Linked DNA regions of Mus musculus: region 2 is linked to region 1. Evidence: chromatin contacts called from public Hi-C data. All regions are on one chromosome and are shown on one strand. Each heading gives the region's core, a stretch centred on a gene start, on an enhancer-like site or on the middle of the called end of the contact. The rest is flanking DNA. Distances are from core to core; before and after follow the strand shown. Region 1 has its middle 4.9 kb from the start of Gm31720. Region 2 has its middle 21 kb from the start of 4930428N03Rik.

Region 1 (6,701 bases), core at 3,376-5,875:
ATTTCACAACAGATTTCCAGGGCCTCTGGTTCCTGTTGGGATTCACTTGGGCATAAATTACAGAGCCGAATATTTAATCAGTGTCCCCATTAGAACCCCATGGCTTATTTTTAGGAGCTGAGAAGGGAGAGTGAGGGAGGGAGTGGATATTTGTATTATTACGGCATGAATACACATCTTCCATGCTGGATGCGATGTTGTCTCTCTCTCTCATTCTCTCTCTTTTTTTTTTTCCCCAAAGCTCAACCAAGCTGAAAAGCAGCCTGAAGCATCTTTGCCTTTTTTTAGAAATAAACACAAGCATTAATCTTTTGGCTGCATTAAATTAAATATTAATGTTAACGGATCACATAATGTGAAGTTTAAAAAAATGATTAACAGTGACACCACACTCTCTCTCCGTGACTTTTCCATTAGACAAATTAGTTCGGGCCTAAGCATCGTCACTTTGGAAAGTGGGACCCAGTGAGCGAGGTGATTGTTTGGGGGCATGAGGAAAGTGTCCCATGGTGACCCCATTTGCCTCCGGAACAGGTATTTCAGCAGACTCAAGTGGACCAGGATGTCTCTTGCAAGGAGCCATCTCTTGGCTAATTAGCGATTCCAGGCAGTACTGTTTGCATTTCAGGCCATTTGTGCTTTGAGAGAAACAGTCAATAAAGTAGCTGGGGCTGGCGAGGCACCTCCTCTCAGCCCATCAGTAGCCTGCCTCCCACTGCAGTGTCTTCATCATGCACACACTCCAAATAACAGCCGACCCAAGCTGCCTCTTGACTGTCACTCCAGTTGCTTCCTGAAGCCCCAAGACCAGCCTATCTGAGATCTGTGAAGTGGGCCAGAAATGCCTTCTTTTAAAGGGGCATACCCTGGCTCCTAGGTGTCGTCTGACCCTTCTACTTGCAATTCTGTTTCCCATATGATCTGGCCTGTGAGAGGCCTCCAAGAGAATCTGTGTGTCTCCCAGCACTTCTTCCTGTCCCCTTATCTTCCCCTTTCCTTGATTTATTAATAATGACTCCAGACTTTACTGCACCAAACAAAAAAGGCGCCTCGTCCAGACTTAGCAAGCATTCCTTAAGCCTTCTGTGTCCCCTGGGTGTCCCCTGAACAACTGTATGTTGGCTATACCTGCAGCCCAGGCTGCCCAATGGACCACTGCCGGGGAGAGCACTTAAGGGCACACCCAGATTTAACTGCCCGGGGACCCTGCAGGACAAAGTCTCCTTTAACCAGCCTCAATTCTGAGCACTGTCCAGGCATGGGTCTCTTGCTGTCCCAGCTCCTTCAAGGCCTTGCTTCTACAATGAGAAATGAAGGTGGGAGAGCTCCTCTCAGGCTCCCCCAGGATTGCCTGTCCGCTCTTATTTGTCTCTGAGAATCCTGACTCTCTCCTGCTCTCTCGAGGGAGGAATTTGTGTTCCTGTCTGCCTGGGGTTCTAGCTGGGCAAGAGCAAAGAAATCCCGCCCACTGGGCCTAGCCTAACATCTGTGCTTGGAAGGAGGAACATTTGAACCAGGCCAAAAGGGATAGGGTAGTGGTGGTGGTGGAGGAAGGCAGGGGATAGCAGTACAGTCATTTGTTTGACCCTATCGGCATTTGAGAAGAGGATTTAGGGAACAGATTAGGGAAGATCATTTCCAGGCTTTTAGAGGCATCTTTCTCCTTCCTTGCAAGGAAGCAGCAACAGGGGAGCTCCTAGGAATAGTCAGTTCTGATAACTCCACCCTCCCACCCCACCCCCAACACCATCTTAAATCCTTGACCCTGAGCTCTGCCAGCTGGGCAAAGCAAGGGAAGCTCTCTGGACCCTAAGAGAAGAATGCACATTCCCTTCACAGGTAATTAGCGCCTAACCATGTCTTTCCATTATCCACAGGGTTGACAACCAGCACACTGGGTCCTATAATCCTGGCTTCTTGGCTTGGCTCACCAGCAAGGTTGGGGAAATCCTAGGAGAAATTAATCCCCATTTCATATTCAGAAAGGGATTAGGGATTAACATGACCTCTTTCTCTCTCTCTCTCTCTCTCTCTCTCTCCTCTCCTCTCTCTCTCTCTCTCTCTCTCTCTCTCACACACACACACACACACACACACACACACACACGGACACACACGGACACACACGGACACGGACACTATGGCTCTCATGGGGAGAGGTGACTAGGATAGGAAGCCTTACTGTAAAGACCAAATTATACTTGGCATGTGTGTTACTTTTCTCATTGCTGTGACCAAATGCCTGACCATAAGTGGCTTACGGGAGAAATGGTTTATGTGAGCTGGCAGTTTAAGGAGGATGTGGTCCGCCATGTCGAGGGAGGCATGGTGGCATGATGGGAGGTGGCTGGCCCTGTTGGTCAGCAGTCAGGGAGCAGAGAGATGAATGGCAGTGCTCAGCCTGCTTTGTCCTTACTCAGTTCAGGGCCCCAGCCCATGAGACCCTGCCACCCACACTCAGGGTAGAGACTTCCTTGATAGGCTTACAGTAGCTGTGTTTTCCCTAATGATTCTGATTCCAGTCAAGCTGTCAAGATTAAACGTCACTGTGACTCTGCCTCTCCCTGCCACCCACAGAAAGCACCACAGAGCTCTGCTCGACTGAAGCCCCACTGCTCAGCAAACAACTTCGCCCCCAGGACTTCCTCAGCTCTGTCAACAGCTGGGTCTCCATCATCCCTTTCCCCTGAGAGAGAGAGAAAGAGAGAGGGAGAGGGAGAGGGAGAGAGGGAGAGAGAGAGAGAGAGAGGGAGAGGAAAGGCCAGGCCCCCTGTGTGAGGGTGTCATGGGTGTGTCGCTCCCTCTCCTCTTCTTTGGGAGCACACCAAGCACCTGACTCTCCCTGGAGACTTCCCTCTATCTGATCCCTAGTCTTTACGAAGGGCCTTGATTGTTGTAGAGAAACTCTGCCTTTCTGAGCTGCACTCTCAACCATTTTTGCTAGTTTGTTCAGGCCGGCCTTTAACAACAGGCAGCTGGGCTTACAGACACTCACCATCATGCCTGCCGAGCAAACGTCTTCACTACTCACATCACCCACAGTCAATCTGTTGCTGGTAACAGTGAACCTTGATTGCACTTCACCCCACCGTCAGAGCCCTCTGAAAGGGAAGGCAGTCGGGGAGGCTTCTGCTACGGTTTGGATTTGACTTTTCTCCAACTCTCTTATAAAGACTTGGTTCCCAATAAAATGTGTTGAGGGCTATCAGTGCATCGGAGAGATGCTTGGGGCCTCGAGACTCCATCCTAACAAAGGAGGGACACAGAGTGAGTCAGGTCCCTTGTCCCGCCCAATCTTTTTTGTTCATCTAGTGCCTTCACATCCTTCCTCCGTGTGGGGCAGCATGGGGCCCTCACCAGTAGCTGAGCAGACCATACATTCAAATAAACCTCTTTTTGTATATTTCCTAGTATGGAGTATTCTGTATAAGAAACAGGAAATGGGGGGCTGGTGAGATGGCTCAGTGGGTAAGAGCACCCGACTGCTCTTCCGAAGGTCCAGAGTTCAAATCCCAGCAACCACATGGTGGCTCACAACCATCCCTAACGAGATCTGACTCCCTCTTCTGGAGTGTCTGAAGACAGCTACAGTGTACTTACAGATAATCAATAAATAAATCTTAAAAAAAAAGAAAAAAAAAAGAAAAAGAAACAGGAAATGGCCTCAAGCCCTGTTCCTAGATAATCGGGGAGAGGGGTTGGGTCTAATTCAGTTTATTGGCAACAATCATCCCTTAAACAGCCAACTACACATTGTTCAAAGCTGTCCCGCGTAATACTCCACCCCACTGTCACACCATCGGATAAGGTAGGCAAGACCAGTAACAGCCATTAGCAGGGACAGTTGGTAGTCACCAAAAGAGAAGAAAAAAATAACAAATTGAGGGCCCTTGGGACGATTTCATCATTGCTATTAACAGCTAGTAAAAGCTAGCATTGTTGGGGACAGGCTACCTACATATATTGCACTAACATGATATATATACAAGGCACGCATCACCTCCACATGCAAGCTTTTATCTCCACTCTCATTAGAAAATAAGTTCAGAAAGGATACTTGAATCCAGTGCTATCTGGCTCCACACCTAGAATTCTCAGCCATCTTCTAAAAGGGCCACTGCCTGGTAGCCACTGCCTCACCCTCTAGGCTCCCCCCATAAGCCCTCCAGGCTCCGTGGTCACTGCTTTGACCTGGGATACTGAAGCTGAGATCCTCCAGGCCACAGAGACTGAGATCCTTCCAGAGGCGCTCCTGAACCCAGCTCTCTTGGGAAAAGGAAATGAAGTAGGGCAAAGGTCTCTGGTACCAAAGCTGATCGGACAGAGTTATGTTCTGTCCAACGTGAAGCTCTGACTTGAACCTCTTTGGTGGCAAGTCCTAACGTCTGCCCCTTGGGCTATCTCTGAGGTAAGGAGGGTGGCTAGCTGGCTGATGGAGGTGCGTGTGGGGAGCATATCAATACAGTCACTGAGCCTCCTAACTGAGGAGGCTCTAATTGCAGCGCTCCAAAAGCAAGCCCTGGGGTTTAGTTGAAACTGACCCTTGTAGAGTGCCCTGGAAGCAGTGCAATTTATAGAGAGGCTAAACCTAAAGCAGGCCAATCTCTGCAAAGCAAGGGAGGAGCCTGAAGGAGGGCCTGGCTCTAGGGCTGCTGGCACAGCTGTGAGCCCAAACTGCTGATTCTGCCCTCCCACCCCCCCCTCCAGCTCGGCGAGGGAGGGAAAGCCACGCCCACATGCAGCCCAGTGGGATCAATTAGAGGATTTGCGGCCAAACACCAGAGGGGTGTGCCTCCTCTGCTCCGTCTTGCAGGTTGCTATAATAAGGAAGCACCTATGACACTACACAGATTAATACTCCACTGAGCAAATTAATCCTCGGAATTTCACTCACTACCTGTGGCTTATAAATTTTAATTGGCTCTAAACTGCCACCTGAACTGATGTGCAAGTGTAGGGATGCCAGAAACGGCCCAAGCCTCAAACACACGTGGATGTAACCTCTAGAAAAGGGGGTGTGGGTGGGAAGGGCTATTACAGATGCCAAGTAAATGGGTAAAGAGCATAAAGTTCCAGTAGCCACCTCAGTATCCCCACCACCACTGAGGAAGCTGGAGGAAGAGAATAGAGACTACACTCAGGAAATCTGTACCTCCGTCCCCTGCTCTTCCTGCCCAGGATTCCGGTCCCCGATTAACTGGGCAACTCCACAAGCTGTGACGGAGCACTGGGTATGGGTCAGTACTGTGGCATTTAGATACGGGATACAGAAGCCCCACTCAGAGAGATCTGTGTACCAGCGGAGGCAGCACTGCTATGAAGACGCTGAGGTAGACGCGGAAGGAGAGTCTCCTAGGGAGGCCCAGTTCTCTCTGTTTCTATCACAGAACACACGGGCTTTGTCCCCCCTCCCTCTTTGAAGACAGGTTTATGAAGCTTCTGTAGCCGGGCAAACTTGGTGGCCTCTGCTGCTGATATGCTTGTAGTTCAGCAGCATCCACAGCCTGTCCTGGAACCAGACGCTCCTCTCTGGTCCTCTGCTACATGGCTCTTTCCTTAGAAGCGAGACACACGGCTTCCCTTGAACTTCCCGCGGGAAAGGCAAAGGTCTGTATTGCTCCACCCAATGGTAGTAGCTACTACTTGTGTCTACAGAACCCTTGAAATGTGGCTGCCTCTCCTGATGAACTGACTCCTGCTTCATTTAACATTCTCCCTCCTGGTCTCTCAGCCCTGCCAGACTTCCTCTATGACCTCTATCTTCCTCTATCAAATACACTTCCTTACTTGAGCATGTACACGTGTGTGTGTGTGTGTGTGTGTGTGTGTGTGTGTGTGTGTGTAGGTCTAAGAACATCTTCCAGGAGTCAGCTCTGTCCTTCCACCATGTGGATTTCCAGGATTTAACTCGAGTTATAAAATTTAGAGGCAAAGCTACTTTTAACTCATAGAGCCATCTCACCAGACCTCAACCACAATTCTTTAAAAAAAAATTTTTTTTACTTTATTATTTTTGTATGTTTTGTTTTGCACCTCATGTGTGCAGTGCCCTCAGAGGCCAGAAAAGGCCACGGAATTTCCTGGGACTGGAGTCACAGATGGTTGTGATCCAACATGTGGGTGCTGGGAATTGAACCTTGGTCCTCTGAAAGAGCAGCCAGTGCTCCTATCAGCTGATCCATCTCTCTGGTCCATCAACAATTCTCGAACCATCCTCTCTGTAAAAGGTCAAACAAACCAGCTGAATGTCTCTAATCCTAGCTCTTCAGAGGGGGAGGCAGGAGGATCAAAAGTTCCAGACATCCAAGGCAACATAGCCAGAGCTTGTCTCAAAAATGAAATGGGCTGTGGAGATAACTTGATTATAAATCACATGTCATACAGGCATGAGGACCTGAACTTGGTCCCCAGAACCCATGTTAAAAAGCTGGGTGTGGAGGTATTGGGTGGGCAGATGGTTCATGTAGGCACAGGAGGGAGTGTGGGGTGGAAAACTACTGGAACACACAGTCTTTGCCATTGGGAAGGTCAGAAAAAGCAGGGTGTGTTCACAGAGCAGAGAGAGGCTGTGTGGGGGAGGGATGGAGGGAGATGAAGCCGGATTACAAAAACCTGGCCAACTGAGCTGTTGGGTGTTGTTTTTAAAAAACCAAATTCCCAATTGTTCGATTTTTACCAATGAAGACTAAGGAGCCAGATGC
Region 2 (6,931 bases), core at 51-2,550, 110 kb before region 1:
TCCCAGCTTTAGGTGACCTATATGTGCCATATCTCCATTCCCTGTCAGGTCATTCCCTGCCGCAGTCAGGTCAAGTCCAAAGCCATGCAGGTCTTAGCAGGTATGCAAATGCCTACCAACTAGATCAGACGCTCTCCTCAACGGGAGAAGATCCCCTTTGAACATCTGGTCAACTTCTCAGGCACAGATTTATTGCCAAAGAGGAAATCTGTCCAAGACCATACAGCCAACTAGGCAGTAATTTTGGAAACTACCTGAAGGCAGCCATGCTTGTCCCCTAGGGGAGGGTCCTCATCCTTCTGTGTCACTGGACGGGGGCTGTCGTATGCTGCACACACTCATGAGCATGTGTGTGCCGGGGACTAGAAGTCAGTTTTGTATAACTTCCTTTCACAATTCAGAAGCTTGCTGCTTCAGCTAAACTGACTGAGCAGAGTCCCCAGGACCTTCTGTCTCAGCTCCTAGTCCTGAGATTACAGGCACATGCTACGCGCCCATCTTGTTCCATATGTGCTGGGGATTTGAACTTGGGTCCTCATGCTTATGCAGCAAGCACTTTAGTCACTGAGCTATCTCCCCACCATGGCCTCTTGCTTCTTGATGCAAGTCCTAAGTAGAGAGAGATCTGAGTGTAAAACTGCCTTTCTCCTGTGCCCCGTGTTTGCTTTCTACTCGCAGGAGTCCAGTGAGCCTCAGTCCACAACTGCTGGGTACATCTTCAAGGTAGGCAGGGCCAAAGGTAACCACTGAGTCCCCTGAGAGGGGTCCAGGATAATACACCACCAACACTGGGTCAAACCAGCTCTGACTCACAGAGGGAGGCTGATCCAGAAGACGGCAGATCAAGGAAAGCACAACCCCCTGTATACTCAGCCTTAGTTCTGGGGAATCCTTTCAGCCAGAGACTGCTCAGATCTGGGCAGAGGCATAAGCATCCTGACTGTCACCGGGACACACTCAGCCAGCGAGGCCTCCAAGCTTCTGCAACTCCTTGGGCTTCATCCCTCCCTTCTGGAGTTTACAACCTGGGACTTTTTTCTCTCCCAGAGAAGTCTTGATGCACTTTTCTTTCTCACACAGAACCTAATGTCTGGTACATCTAGTCAGAGCTCTAAAGACCGGCCAGCTTACCTCCCTGAGGCACCGAGTGCCTGAGTACACAAAGCCCACAGCAGGTGCTGGCTTGCATCTCATTTGCATATGGTTTGCATATGCTTTCTGACTTCTCACAATACCCAGGGACCGTCCTCTAATCTACAACTCAGAACTTCCTGGCATTTACAGTCCCTGCCAACTGGCACCAGGCACCTCAGTGCTATGGCCTTTTGTTTTCTTAGCTTAGAAAGGGTTTTCAGCAGTACATTAGCTAGCCCAACTCAAAACTTTTCAAAAGAGACCTTCTGGTGTCATGGATCACCTTGCTTAAAATTCCCTGATGACTAGAGTTTGCAAGTTGGTTGCCGAGCGACCCTTTACTCTCCTTCTCTACCTGCAAAACTCCTATGTAGTCCTCAAGGCCCCACTAGAACAAGGACTCCTGTAAAGTCTCTCTCTGTTAACTTCCCACCCCAGTGCTCTGAGCACCATCATCGCCTCTCGGACATATCAGTGGGTAAAGTGCAAACACAAGGACCTGGGTTCAAGTCCCCAAAACCCACTTAAAATGCTGGGTGCAGTAGAACACACCTGTAATCACTGTACTGGGAGGAGACATGATTCCAGGAGCTTCATGGCCACCCTGGCTAGGCTCTAGGTTCAGCAAGGGACTCAGTTGAAACATTAAGGTGTAGAACGATTGAGGACACCCGACTTTAACCTCCAAGTGCACTGCACACAAGAAGGTATCACACAACCCTCACCCCCCCACACACACACACACACCACACACAAAGAGTATGAAGGCAGAGTTATCAAACCATGAATGACATTGTCTTGCCCCTATCTTTCCTTTTAGTGAGTTCACTGAGGAACCATGGGTTGGCCCCATCTTGTCAGAGGATGGAGAGATAGCTGCTTAAGCAATGTTTGATGCATGAAGTCATGATCTTCAGGGTCTTCCTATCCAAGCATTCTGAGTCTCTCACTCTAACAACTAGCTCTGAGTGGGTTAATACTAGTATTCCACTTGTGTTTTTACAATTCAAATTAATAGCCTAGAGCAGAGGACTCCCCAGCAACCCAACTCCAGATGGACAGTCGTTTGCTATGGAATGCCCACCTTTTCCAAAGGAACATCCCAGCCAAAGCCCTGGTCTCTGGACCCACAGGTGATGGAGACCCTGGGTCTGAGCTGCTGTCTGGGAAGCAAATTGACACTCAGAGAAATTTACCACCATCTAATTGGCAGCTCTGGGTACAGTCAAGGGCAGTAGATTAAGTGTTTTCCTGTAAATCAGGTTTATGATTTGCACTGGAGAGGTAATTGTTAAAACTGTTCGTTTTACCCGCAAATAGCAGCTGAAAGAAACCAATTTAGGAGCGACAGATTGGTTTTGATTCTAAATGTAGTGCTAAAACAGTTAATTTTAATAACATCCATTGGACAAGAGTCTGCCTGTTACTTAATACCATAGTCAACAATTTGAAAACTGTGTGTTCAGCTGACACTTCTTTTACCAAAAATTAATCCCAACCCCCACTCCACCCCACCCCATGGGGTCATCTCTCAGCAGGAAGTTGCAGGTTCCTACAGAAGGATTCTGCCTTCTTTCCAACTTTACCAGCCTTGCTGAGCTGTGAGGCCACCAGAAGATCAGCTGTAGGCAAAAACAGAAGGGACCTAGAAGGTTGGAACCACACCACAAGGGCCCCTTGCCAATGTAAGAACAGCCTCTGTAGCAAATGGGATCATGGTGGAGAGTTTCTGCCCACATGCAGATGCCTGCTCCAGTATCTATGGTCAGCCCTTTATTGTCTGGAAGTGTTTCTCGGTCTCTGTCTCTCCAGAGAGATCATTTTTAGACAAAGCTGTGCCTTTACCCAACTCACACACTTTAGAGACACAGGGTCCTCCAACACTAGTGGATGCCCACTGGGATAGTCTTGTCTTCAACTGGCTCCCTTCCCCTCCCCCTCACCATCTCAGGATGCACATATGAGTGTTTCAACATTTAATTGAAGTCTAGTAGTCAGGACTGAGCCTGCTAATTGGTCATTGACTAGCATAAAACCTAAGCATGTGATGGGTGGCTCTCTAGCTCTCAAGATCTTCTAGAAGCCAACAGGATTAGGGGGTCTGTGAACTCGGAGCATCTCTGTCTGTCCTGGACCTGTTTCTAACATGTGTGTATCATGACCTATGACATGGCCTGTCCTTTCCCTGTTACAACTTCAGAGCCCAGACAGAGTCACGGTCGGGTAGTGTCTAGCAAGCGTTTGGTCTCCTGACTCTGAGCAGAGCTGATGCAGACCTGTTACCATCACCACCCCAGCTGTTACTGCAGATGGAGCAGCTGAGCCAGAGAGAGCCTGGAGAGACAGACACCCCTGAACACCCCTGCACCTCTACAGGGTGACAGCCTGGCAGTCCAATGGCCTCGCTGCCTGGAGACCAACCTTTCTTGACATTCCCAGAGGGCAGGGAATTCAGACTCCCTTCGGGGAAGATTCACAGCTCAGTCCATTGCCTCAGTTAACTCAATTAACTTCTGGAAAGAGTAAAAAGAAAAACTTCCAGCTGGGCTTATTGCCTCAGACCTGAATAACAGATCCTCAAGAGACTGAGGCAGGAGGTTACAAGCTCAAGGCTAGCCTGAGGAATTCATAGAAGGTCTCAAAGGAAAAAGTTCAAGAAAGGACTATGCCTGAATAGCTCAGCAGTAGAGCACCTGTGTGAATACCATTTTATCTCAATCCCCAGTACTGGGGGGGAAAAAAGAAAAAGAAAAAAGAAGGGAAGAAGAGAAGGGAGGAAGGGATGGAGGGAGGGGAGGGAGGAGGAGGGATCGAGGGATTGCACCAAAAGAAGAGAGGAAAGGAGGGAGGGAGGGAGGAAAGGGAGGAAGGAAGGAAGGGACAGAGGGAGGGAGGGAGGAAGAGAAGGAGGGGAAAGAGGCGGGCAGGCTTTTGTAGAAGTTGCTCACTTTCTAGCCCCCACTTGCAGGAAGACTTCTGGAGCTTGTGTGATCGCCTGTAGAGTCTGTTATAAAAAGAAGCCTAAATCACATTTATGGCTCATACTCCACAGCAAATGTAGGTATTAAAATCGTTCCTTTTAAATGATAAACGTCCCCTGAAATGGCCCAATAGAGCCCCATCAGAGGCTGTTTCCACCCAAAACAAACTGACTCAGGGTAGGCAGTAAGTACAGAATGTGCCTTCAGTTTTCACAACTACTGTTCCCCATCAGGGTGGGGTGGGAGGGGCAAGGCAGGAGCATCACACAGGACACTGACGGTGTCTTTAGCAACCTCCATCTTTCTTCTGGCCCTCCCCACAGGACCACCCTCCTCAGGTAGGAATGCCTAAGCTCTCCCCAGCTTCCTGGAGTGAGGCCTCCATTTTTTGCTGTGCCTATCACAATCTTTGTGGGTTTGCTTCTGAGAGAAGTAATGGAAAAAATAGCTAATCACCCATTCATAATCTCTTAAACATTATATTTAAGCTGATAGTTGCAAAACAAAATGCAATCTTTCTAACTCCATCAAGCAATTACTCGCCATTTTTCTGAGGGTTGTAATAAAAGGAAATGAGATAGCCGGTGGTGAGGAGGGGACAAATCCCCAACTTTGAGTCTGGGGAAGATAAAGGACAAACAAAAAGGAGTTTGCTTGTGTTGTTGCTGCAAAAGGGAGCTAAGCCAGCACACACCATAGATTTGGGGGTGGGGCTTCTCCTGGCCATGCCTATCCAAGTGTGATGCGAAGTGGAGTCTAACTATCTGAGCATGGCTGAGCAAACCTGCTGCTGCCCAACCCATAAAGGAATCTGAGGGTCAGGCCTTTCCTCTTCCCCCCTATGTCTTAATAGACGAGTCATAGATGCTGATTTCAGTTCCTCTGAGCATAGGGCTAATGACAGAAGGATAGATGGATGGATAGATGGATGGATAAAATAGATAAATTGATGATGGATAGATGGATACATGGGTAGATAAATGGGTGGATGAGAGGTAGACCTATTGTTTGATACATCATCCATGCTTACACTTTCAAAGTGGAAGGACTTGTGAGATGCCACGGTCCAACAGCAATGCTCACAGACCTCCTAGGCTCCCAACTTGTGCATTTCCTGACCCTGACTTCTAGACATAGACTTATGGACCATCGAGTGGAGCGATTGATGCCCTCTGCATTAGTTTAGTTTCTATCACTGTAATCAAGTACCTGAGGCTAGATGGTTTACAAAGTAAAGAGGTTTGCTTATCTCATAGTTATGAGGAGTTTGGGTGCATGGTTCTATGTCATGCTTGGCTCTGGTGAGGTTCTCTTTGGCTGTATCACATAGCAAATGGTACCAGGATCTGAAACACTGCAAAGGAAGTTTGAGTAGAGAGACAGGAAGCAGATAGGAGGGGAGGAGGGCCAGTCTTGAGAGATCTAACCAGGGACCCATGAAAACTGTCTTAATTCCTTCTGCAAACAGTAATCTAACCACTTTTCACTAGACCCCTACCTCCTCTAGATCCTAAGGCTACTTCCCAATTCTCACTGGCAAGCAAACTTCCAAAAACCTTTAGGGGACATGATTAAAGCAAGTCCAAACCTTGCCACCTTCCCACACCCACCTATCCGGTGAGAACACTGACAAGGCCTTCTGCAAGGACTTGAGCCAGACGTTTGGGGGCAAGGATACTCTGTGGAGTGTGGGAGTCACGAGAAGCCAGACTGGCCAAGGAAAGGATAGAAGGCCTGGCTGACAAGGCTCACCTGGTAGTTACTCTTTCTGGAAGCTGGTCAGGCAACAGTGGCCCTGGGACCAGAATGGAACAATGGACAGACTGAGCCCTGTAAATCTCTCCGTACCTTGCCCAGTGCTTGCCTTGATCCTGGATTTCCCATTCTGAAACCATAGAGCAGAAGTTGGCATTAAAATGGGTATGAGGAGCCGGGGGAGGGGTGGGGGGCGGCTCTGTAGAGTGCTTACCCAGCATGCTCAAAGTCATAGGTTCAAGCCCTGTGTTCACACAAATGGGGAGTGGTAGTAGGCACCTGCAATCCCATCATTTGAGAGGTGGAGGCGGAAGGATCAGAAGTTCAATGCCATTCTCAGCTATATTAGCAAGCTCAAGGTCAGCTTCAGGTACCTGAAAGCTGACTAGAATAACAAAAGTAAAGCGAGCAGAACACACTGGGGTATCTTCTCTTGGAAAGTATTAGAGTCCAGCAGGATCCAGAGGGCTCCAGGCTTCCTTCCTCCGAGCACCAAGGGCAAGACTAGATGGTAGAGACCCAATGAATTAGAGAGTCAGAGGTCTGCCAGCTGCTCTCAAACCCTGGGCAAAGTGAGGTTCATTTTGTCCAGATGCCTTTGGGTAGGGTGAGACTTAGATACACTCTCCCTGCAGCTTCTGGGGACCCATCCAGCTTGTCATTCAGACTCTTCAGGAAGGAGGGCCAGTTGTCACTTCCCAGGAAATCTCTCTCACCTAACGGCCTGGTGATCATCTGCTTGATCCAGGATGAAGAAGAGAAGAAGCTCCACTGTTCAGGCTCTGTGCTGAGGTGAGGAGATGGTGTTTAGGCAGAGGGGAGTCCTGGGTCATGAGGACCAAGAAGGAGCCTCACGAGCCAGGGAAGGATGTCTGCAGAGTATGCCTACCTGAAGAGAGCCAAAATGGAAGGATGAACAAAGAATGAAGATTGAGCTGCAAGTACAAACACATCATCACCTCAAGTGTTCTCGCCATGTGCCACCTCACAGAGCAAGATGCTTGGGCTCAGAGAGCTGAAACCAACTTGTCCCCAGTCCATGGACCTGGAAAGAGGCAGAG

What was found. Hi-C and Micro-C count contacts between places; a contact is called where the count stands out from the background.
Region 2: a Hi-C map of the N1E-115 cell line shows a contact between it and region 1, with 2.6 times the contacts expected there. The contact joins two enhancer-like sites. A contact is called at or near these places in 6 of 484 Hi-C or Micro-C datasets (3T3-L1-derived adipocytes, the HPC-7 cell line, the N1E-115 cell line and 2 more), 2 of 115 datasets of contacts at active chromatin or transcription factors (both in embryonic stem cells) and 1 of 9 other capture datasets (embryonic stem cells).

The regions. Positions count from the first base shown.
Region 1 is chr14:24,528,440-24,535,140 of GRCm38.p6, reverse strand. No RefSeq gene overlaps it. Among named protein-coding and RNA genes, the nearest start is that of Gm31720, 4.9 kb to the right of the region's middle. Within about 2 kb of position 4,625, at least 56 of the 459 cell types and tissues checked have an H3K27ac peak or open chromatin away from gene starts, as enhancers often do. A contact at or near this core is called in the N1E-115 cell line and epiblasts, where this site is marked.
Region 2 is chr14:24,638,585-24,645,515 of GRCm38.p6, reverse strand. No RefSeq gene overlaps it. Among named protein-coding and RNA genes, the nearest start is that of 4930428N03Rik, 21 kb to the right of the region's middle. Within about 2 kb of position 1,300, at least 25 of the 459 cell types and tissues checked have an H3K27ac peak or open chromatin away from gene starts, as enhancers often do. A contact at or near this core is called in the N1E-115 cell line and epiblasts, where this site is marked.